Regions from separate parts of the Mus musculus genome. Here region 1 is linked to region 2. The links are chromatin contacts, called in public Hi-C maps. All regions are on one chromosome and are shown on one strand. Each heading gives the region's core, a stretch centred on a gene start, on an enhancer-like site or on the middle of the called end of the contact. The rest is flanking DNA. Distances are from core to core; before and after follow the strand shown.

Region 1 (4,071 bases), core at 497-2,996, 96 kb before region 2:
AGGATGAAATTTACAGATCACAAGAAGTAGTTTTAGAACAAAGTTTATTAAAAGATTTATGAATATTAACAAAAGAGAGAAAGAGTAAGAACAGAGCTCTTATATACCAGGATGGGTTTCACAAATCATGTATATTATCTGGGATCTTTTTAAAGGATTATGACAGAAATTAGAGTGAGGTTGGTATCCAAGTACCTCATCTCACTTCCAGTCACCTAGGCATGTACAGACTTTTGGCAGAGATGCTCATTTAGAAACAACAACAACAAAAATGGAACCAGAGACTAACAAATACTTTAGTACTGAAAAGGTCAGCTCAGGAACTTTAGAAAATTCCACTGGACCCCTCCCCTCCTGGAAGTGAAAGGTCATAAAGAACACAGGCACCCCTCCTCTCCAGAAGGGAGGGGCTAATTACATTCCTTCGACCACAGGGAGGAAGGACTGAACTTGTAGACACTTTCTGAGACCATTGACCATTCACTTCATTCGCTAGAGACCAATTAGTTTAAAAGTCACACTGTTCTGCCAATCACATTGAGCCTAATGGCTGCTGCCTGGAGAACTGTATAAAGGCTTGCTGGATGGGTTGTGCATGGTCATTCTCTCTCCATGTGCAGGGCAACCCCAACATGTTAGAACAATAAATTCCTCTTGCTTTTTACATCAATTCCCAACTCTGTGTCATTCACTCAGGGAGTCCTGGTAAGCTAAGGATCACCAGAGTCTTACAACACTAGTCAGGGTAAAACATGGATTCTAGAGGAGAACCTAATGTGGCCACCTTCCAAAACTAATGCAATCTCTAACTACATTTTAAATATGTATCCTTATAATCAGAGATAAGTGTAGCTCTCACTCCTCAACAACAAGAAAATGCTTCTTTTTGCAGGAGACAATTAGAGAGAGCCACAACTACTCAAAATTCAAAGCAAATGACCACGTGATGCCCAGCTTCAATTGATATATCTACAGCACAATGAATACACCTAAGACTAAGTGGAAAATCACAGAAGAGGAGACAGAAAAATTGTAAAATCCAGAGGACTAGGAAGTCTGCTACAAGATTATGTCTTTTAGATATGCCAGGGAAGTACAACCATGAAACCTCAATACCACAGCTACCTAAACAAGATCTGAGAAATTCTAAGAATTGTCATGCTAACACACGAATGACATTTCATGAAGTCCACCTTGAGAGGAAGAGCTGCAATTACTTAACAACTACTGAGAGAGGGAGAAATAATCTCTCCCAGGACAAGCCTCATGTTTGGTTATGCAGTACCATACAGCAAGCCCTGGCAATGTATGTATGCATACAACACTGAATGAACTTAGCAAATTACATTTAAATATTTATTTGTTTGTAGGTAACAAGAAGGATTTAAAGAAGAAGAAGCCATGAACTTGAGAAGTATGGTAGACATGGGAATAAGGAATAAGAGGGAGGAGAGGAAGAGATAATACTGTAACTATATTTTCACTGAAACCAAGAAGCAAGCAAACAAGCAACAACCACCACAAAATACAGGACTAATTTTGACATCTTTGGCCTCTAGGAAGGAATTTTGGAAAACTGCTATTTTGGGGCCCCTGCCCTAGACAACTAGTTTTTATCTCCCATTCTCATAACTAAGATGATAGCCTATCTGAACTGAATCAAACCACCCCTTCATATCTGTGTTTCTATACAGAGACGAATGTCCCTGTTAGCCTCAGATAAAGAAGTCTCTCCTTGTAGTGAATGTAGATAAATGCAAAGATCCACGGCTCTACCAAATGTTGAGAATGAAAGATTGCTGAGGACGCAGACATAAACAAGACATTTGTGTCACCCTCAGGGAACACTGAGGAAATGGGGGAAGAAAACATTATTGTTGTAATTTTAAATGTGATGTCACTGCTTTTACTCATCATAAGCAGAATATTCTGCTTCTATACACCAACATCCCCACTCTTTGACTCAGATCTTTCATTCAAAGAGCTTATTTTCTTCTTTTCAAGTCTTGTTTTAGTTAGTATAACCAAGAATAGTTCCAGAAAAATAATATATTTTTTCTTTTTTATACTTATACCATTCTTTTTCCTTCTTAGTGTTTGTCACAGGTTGATTATCATGCATATTAAAAACATCCATTAACTTCCTCACTAGTGGAACAATGTTTTATGCCCTATTTCTTTGTAAGAATGAATATTTTGAGTAGCAGCTCCATGTCCTCTCTCTTTATGAGTTTTATAAGCTTCTGTGTTTACTCTTTTTAGTATCTGACTCCCTGAGTTTTCTGGCTTCTTTACTTTTAAAATGTTCTAATAAGCTAATGTCCTCCTAATTCTAGAGCAATATGTATTTCCTTTTTTAAAAGGAAGTTTATTTTAAGAACAAAATCAAGGAGACACAATTTACACATTTATTTATGTAAATGGAGCACAAGAATGTGCAGAAACAGAGCAGTGACTCATGCCCATGATGTCATTAAGTCTTTTATCTGAACCACATAAACATGGGCTCTCAGTCCAGTGAAGTCCCCAGGCCCTGAGATTTCTCTTGGTTCATCTTTTAAAGAAGGTACTAGATACAATGGCTACAGCATAATGATTTTATACATGTTAATATTTATATATTAACAAAAGTTAAATTAATAATTATTTGTAACATTGACTAAACTGTACATGTAAGCCAAACTACAAAAGTACATTTTAAATACTTTGAGAAAATAAAGGTCTGGTTTTTTTTGTTTTTTTTTTTTTAGGTAAAAACAATTTAATACAATTAATACTTTCCATAAGACTACTTAGAAATTAGATAGGCGTTTCCTTGTCATCAAATATACTTTATGGCTTAAATGTTTCTAATTAAAAAAAAAAAAAAAAGTCCTATCACTAACCAGATAGATTTTGATTTACTATTGAAACTGCCCAAGTTTTTGTTTGTTTGTTTAAGATTTATTTATTATTATATCTAAGTACACTGTAGCTGTCTTCAGATGCACCACAAGAGGGTGTCTGATTTCATTATGGATGGTTGTGAGCCACCATGTAGTTGCTGGGATTTGAACTCAGAATCTTCAGAAGAGCAGTCAGTGCTCTTAACTGCTGAGCTATCTCTCCTGCCCTGAAACTGCCTAGGTTTTAAGACAACTTAAACAGTCAGCTTTTTACAGCTCTGTGTAACAGTAGTGGTAGTAGTATTAATTAATAAATATTGGCTTTATATTCACTACCTGCCTCAATGGTTTACATTCCTGAATGAAAGACATACACAGACTTTATATTTTGGCATGCCTTTCACAGCTCAATAGCCCAGCTACTGCCTAAACTCCATGAGGTTAATTCTAAGTTATTACTAATTCTATGTTCTATCTTGGCTCTGGACCCAGAGGTCTGCCCAACTGGGCCATGCTCTCTTGGGTCCTTCAATGGCAGCCATACCTCTCTGCCATGCACTCTTCTCAGGCATGGCACCTCTCCTCTCTTCCACACTCTCTCAGCATGGCGGATCTCCTGCCTCCTTCCTAGGAAACCTACCCCTCCCCACCCCAATACCACCACCACATCTCTTCTCCCCAGTTATTGGCTGCTGGTGTCTTTATTTGTCAATCAGAATTAACTGGGGGAAGGGTCCCACAGTGTCTTATGCGGGAACTCTCTCCTGCAAACAATTTTGCAGACCCAAATTAACAGAATACAAGCAATATTAGGCCAAGCCCACTGTAGTAGTCTCAAATAGTTTGAAGAAATGACCTTGGAGTCATATAAAATCCCTCTTTGGAAGAATTGTGTATCCTTCAGCACATGGCTTAATCCTCTTGAGATTCAGTCTCCTTAGTTGAACAGCAGCATGACAATAGGGTCACTATTAACACATATGATCACCAAGCTCATATGAGATGTCAATTGCCCACATGTCTGATACTCAACAAAGAATCAAAAAAATATTCAGCCAAGTGTCATTGTGCTTTCACAACCAACGTTTAATATACCTTAACAATGCCAGAAGAATCCAAAAATCTTTAATATTTTGCCCCTTTGAAAAACCATCAGAATCTTTTCACAAGTTTCCATTGTCTTGCT
Region 2 (4,522 bases), core at 1,498-3,997:
TATAAGCATAACAGAGTATTGGGCTGGAGAGATGGGTTAGTGGTTAAGAGCACCGATTGCTCTTCCAAAGGTCCTGAGTTCAAATCCCAGCAACCACATGGACAAAAAAAAAAACCAAAACAAAAACAAAAAAACAAAGCAAAGTATTATTAATAGTGTCAGGGGTTGATTCTCTCCCATGTGATGGGTCTCAAGTTGGCGCAGTTGTTGGTTGGCCATTCTCTCCATCTTGGTTCCATCTTTTTTATCCCTGAACTACTTGTAGGTAGGACAAATTTTGGGTGGGAGGTTTTGTAGGAATGTAGTCCTCCTCCCTCCACTGCAGCTGATAGAAACAGATGCAGAGACCCAAAGCCAAACCATAGGCAAATATCGGGGAGTCCTGTGGAAGAATGGAGTGAAGGGTTGAGGGAACCACACGGGTCAAGGACACCACAAGAAGGCCTACAGAGTAAACTAGCCTGGGCCCAGGGAGGCTCACAGAGACTGAACCACCAACCATTCATTGGCTGGACTGGGGCCCCCTAAACTTAGGTAGCAGATGTGCAGCTTGTTCTTCATGTGGGTCCCCTAAGAGTTAGAGTTGGGGCCGTCTCTGACTCTGTTGCCTGCCTTTGGTGCCTTATTCCACAGCTGGCCTGCCTTGCCTGACCTCAGGGGAAGATGATGTGCATCAGACCTGGATGTTTCAGGGTGAGCTGGTACCCATAAAGGGCCTCTCATTCTCTGTGGATAAAGACATGGGGGAACAAGGGAAGTGGTATGAAAGTGGGACTAAGAGGCAAAGAGGGAAGGGGGCCTCAATTAGACTGTAACATGAATAAAAATAACACATTAAGAGTTTTACTCAGATTGCCTTTTTACATCCTCAGACCAACGTTTGTGAGAATCCCTTTATTATACTACCTTAGAGGATGGACAAATTGAAGTTCTAGAAAGTCTAATATTTTTCTTAATCACATAGCTAAGTAATCACAGTGCCCAGGGTCTTAGCATTGCAGCCTGGCTGAACCAATCCCCTATAACCTGCTACTTGCTACACAGAGGTCAGACAGCTAAAGCTCATGGGATTCTCACTGAAGGGATGTACAGATAAGATTATAGAGACTGAAAACGCTATGTATTTAGAAATGCACGTGCGCGCACACACACCAATTAATGAAAAAAGAGACCACAATTTTGAAAGAGAGTAAAGGGGGTGTATATGGAAGGATTTGGAGAGAGGTAAGGGAACGGAGAAATAATATAATTTCAAAAAAGAAAATACTCTAAAAATCTGTGCATTCAATAATGCTTGAGGGGTCTAGCTGAATCTTTTTCTTTTGGGCTTAGTCTGGCCCTTTTCATATTCTTAAGTCTCCTTTTTCAAGATGTCCAGACAAGCTTGGTATTTTATTTTGGTGGCTAAAGCCAGCTGCTTAGAAAAGAAATGGTTTATGGGTATGATGATTTGACAAAACTGGACAGGGCGCACTGAGTCTGTGGGAGGTACTGTGGACAGAATATAAACACTGATTCATATGGCATCCGAGCTTCATCTGTAAAGTTGAGTAATCTTTATTTCATTATATGTAGTATATGGCAAATTACAGATGTGTGGGGAAAGAATTTTAAATGATTAATAACAAGAAAAATGTGTATTGCAACTCTCTAGATACCATCATGATGAATAGTCTTAATTTGAAAGCAGAAGAACTTCCATAGCTTGCTTGGATGACACACTCTCTATATACATGTGCAGATGTGTGCAGGTGATCCTGCATGGTTTAAGTGTGCAGGAGCATGTAAGTTTGGATACATATAGGTGTATACATAGATGAGATGTAGCTGAAGAGATGGAAATAAAACAATGACTATGTGTTACAAATAGATAAAAATGAGATCAAGCCAAGGTACTAAGTATTACAGTAGTGATAGGTTCAGAGTTCTTGAGGAGAAAGAAGGTTGTGGGTGAATGAAGTTTGGACATGTGTGGGGTAAATGTACGCTACATTCTGATACCTCCAGCCCATATTCCTGTTTAAAATACACAGACCTTCTGTTTGTAGGATGCTAGGAAGGGGTATGGACACAATAGTAAACCTTTCTACATTGTCCCAGTTGTCACCAATAGATCCATATACTTATAAAATTTTACATGTCAATGAACACATAGTTTACCAACACTGTGTCTTTGTGTGTGTGTGTGTGTGTGTGTGTGTGTGTGTGTGTGTGTGCGCGCGCGTGCTTGGAATTCTCTATGCATCCAGTGTGCAGGTCTCTGGCTCAAGTACATTTCTGAGGGTTGACTTTGGGTCATGAGGCATACAGACTTCAAAGATGTTAGGATCTGGCAATGTGGGAGATGAAGAGAGAGCCAGTGACTGTTTGGGAACAAACACTGGAAAGTTCTTTTCTTGGCAGGCAGTGTTTTCTGTCAAACAGGCCCGAACCATGTGCTAAGAACTGAGGTCCGTATCTTCTTCAAGAAGCAACCTTCCCATCAAAGACACACGTGGATGGGAAACTCTCAGCATCTCTGCCCTTGCCTAGAGAGTGCAAGGCTATGTGAACTGTGCAAAACATTTTTCATATGTAACCTTGCACCTCTGTCAGGACGAATGCTCTTCATTCCTAATCCTTCTCTGATGTCTGAGGTAAGGCTTCACTTACTGATGTCATTCCCTGAGGTTCTACAGAATATCCCTTATTGGTGGGCAGGAGGGGCAATTTGCAGCCTGAAGCCAGCATGACAGGGCACAGCAAGGAAATTGTGGAGTTTTTAATTTGTGGAAAATGGATCTTTTAGTTTCAGAACCTTCGATCAGCTCACTTTTGTCTCGTTCTATAAAACAGTCTACTTACTAAAAAGCAATGAAGATGTCTGGTAATTAGCCTTATATATAACAAGATGTCTGACATGCCACTTTAAAAGAAGAAAACCTTTCTCGGCTCACAGTTGCGGAGATTTTGAGTCTATGGTCAGTGCCCCCTCTCCCCTGACTGTGGGCATGTGACAAGGGAACTGCTGTTTGGAGGAGCATTTGGGGGAAGCAGGTTCTCCTTTTGTGGCCCCATCAGTCCTGGCTCTCTTTCTAGACGAGCTTCTCAGGACTCTTACAGGATCACACCAGTTCTCAGAAAGTACCACTGGTAAACAGTGGGTACATGGCTGCAGGGATTTGTTTCCGTTGTAAGCCTGTTGTAATGGCTGACCATCAATAATGAACTGACTGAATCCTGTAGGCAGGCATTTGTTCACCCATTTCTGTCCCTGTGGCGCAGACAATCAGGCACCCAGAATAGAGTTCTCAATTTTATTAGAGAATATATCTAAAATACATTATCCATTGTGTTGTGGTATGTTATCTGAAGGGAAATATACTCTGTATCACAACTATATCAATTTTTACATCCTCATTTACACCTCTAGAAATCAAAAGTCACTAAGTTATAACATAATTCATATTTAAGAATAACTTTGCTACAAATATATAAGCTTTTTAAAATTTTTTCTTTAATATAAGATCTTGGAAGGGTGAACATTCATCTCATTTATAATCACAAAACTATGACTGTTTTACCTGTTTTGCCTAAGTTACTTCAGTTTGTCTCATGATGTGGACTTGTAATTAATTATCCTACCTTCATATGGTTTTAAAAATAGCATTTTAACAAACAGGCCTGAGTATTCATTATCCTATGGCTGTGAAGAGAAGCAAGAGGCCATGTCTGCTCTTTGCATTGCGCTGCCGTGGCAGAGAAAAGATGCCCTAAGTTGACCACTGGCCTGCCACTGTGCTGCCACCACATGAGACACCTGGGTCTTGCTTTTCACATTTTGTTAGTAAGCACAACGGATGAGAGGTAAAAGGTCTACAATACCAGATGCGAGTCGGGATCCAAATCACCCAGCCTAACTGTGCTTAGCTACAGAGAGGCGGTCACACTTGTGCCCTTCGGACCCCTGCTGCAGGGTTGTTTTACTTAAAGGACGCTTTGATCTTTCTATTCTTTAGCGGCTGAGCTGGACGCCAGTTGTCCACCATCGCTTCTTCAGCATCCCCCTCCTCATTGAAGTTCAGCGTACGGAAATGAGACATCTAAAAGACACAATGTAATTAAAGAAATTAGTTTCACAATATTACATACTTAAAGCAACATGTTTTAGATTTAAGTTCAGCCTTCATTGGGGGGCAAGGGGGGAAAGGGGTGTACACCTTTGATCCCAGAACTTGGGAGGCAGACAAAAAAGGGAAAGAAAAAAATTAAAACAAACAAACAAACAACCAGCTAAGTGCAGCCTTCACATGAAAAATCTATTTACATATACTATACAAATATATACTGGGGTCTTTCTTTAAATAGAAATTTTCATGAGCTTGCTTTTCTTGCTTTCCTTTTAAATCGAACAAAAATCTGTAAATTCCTATGGCATGTAAAGCAACATAAAGTTTTAAATACATATTAAAGTTGTACTTTCTGTCACAGAGAAGACAAAGTGCAACACGATAGGTAACTCCAGTCAGTTTTGGTCTTTCAT

Evidence for each region. A called contact is a pair of places that touch in the nucleus more often than the background predicts.
Region 1: a contact with region 2 is called in a Hi-C map of the G1E-ER4 cell line, with 3 times the contacts expected there. The contact joins two enhancer-like sites. A contact is called at or near these places in 3 of 39 promoter capture datasets (the C10 cell line, the HPC-7 cell line and liver), 3 of 15 datasets of contacts at CTCF or cohesin (the G1E-ER4 cell line, large pre-B cells and pro-B cells), 17 of 484 Hi-C or Micro-C datasets (the AML12 cell line, the G1E-ER4 cell line, Th2 cells and 9 more) and 7 of 115 datasets of contacts at active chromatin or transcription factors (CD8 T cells, the HPC-7 cell line, embryonic stem cells and 2 more).

What each region holds. Positions count from the first base shown.
Region 1 is chr3:14,995,071-14,999,141 of GRCm38.p6, reverse strand. The region is part of intron 3 of A930001A20Rik (RIKEN cDNA A930001A20 gene); the gene reads right to left. Among named protein-coding and RNA genes, the nearest start is that of A930001A20Rik, 26 kb to the right of the region's middle. Within about 2 kb of position 1,746, at least 16 of the 459 cell types and tissues checked have an H3K27ac peak or open chromatin away from gene starts, as enhancers often do. A contact at or near this core is called in the G1E-ER4 cell line, where this site is marked.
Region 2 is chr3:14,899,531-14,904,052 of GRCm38.p6, reverse strand. Car2 (carbonic anhydrase 2) reads right to left here. Exons shown (of 7, transcript NM_009801.5): 7 at 3,283-4,082. The coding sequence ends at 3,963. Among named protein-coding and RNA genes, the nearest start is that of Car2, 16 kb to the right of the region's middle. Within about 2 kb of position 2,747, at least 1 of the 459 cell types and tissues checked has an H3K27ac peak or open chromatin away from gene starts, as enhancers often do. A contact at or near this core is called in the G1E-ER4 cell line, where this site is marked.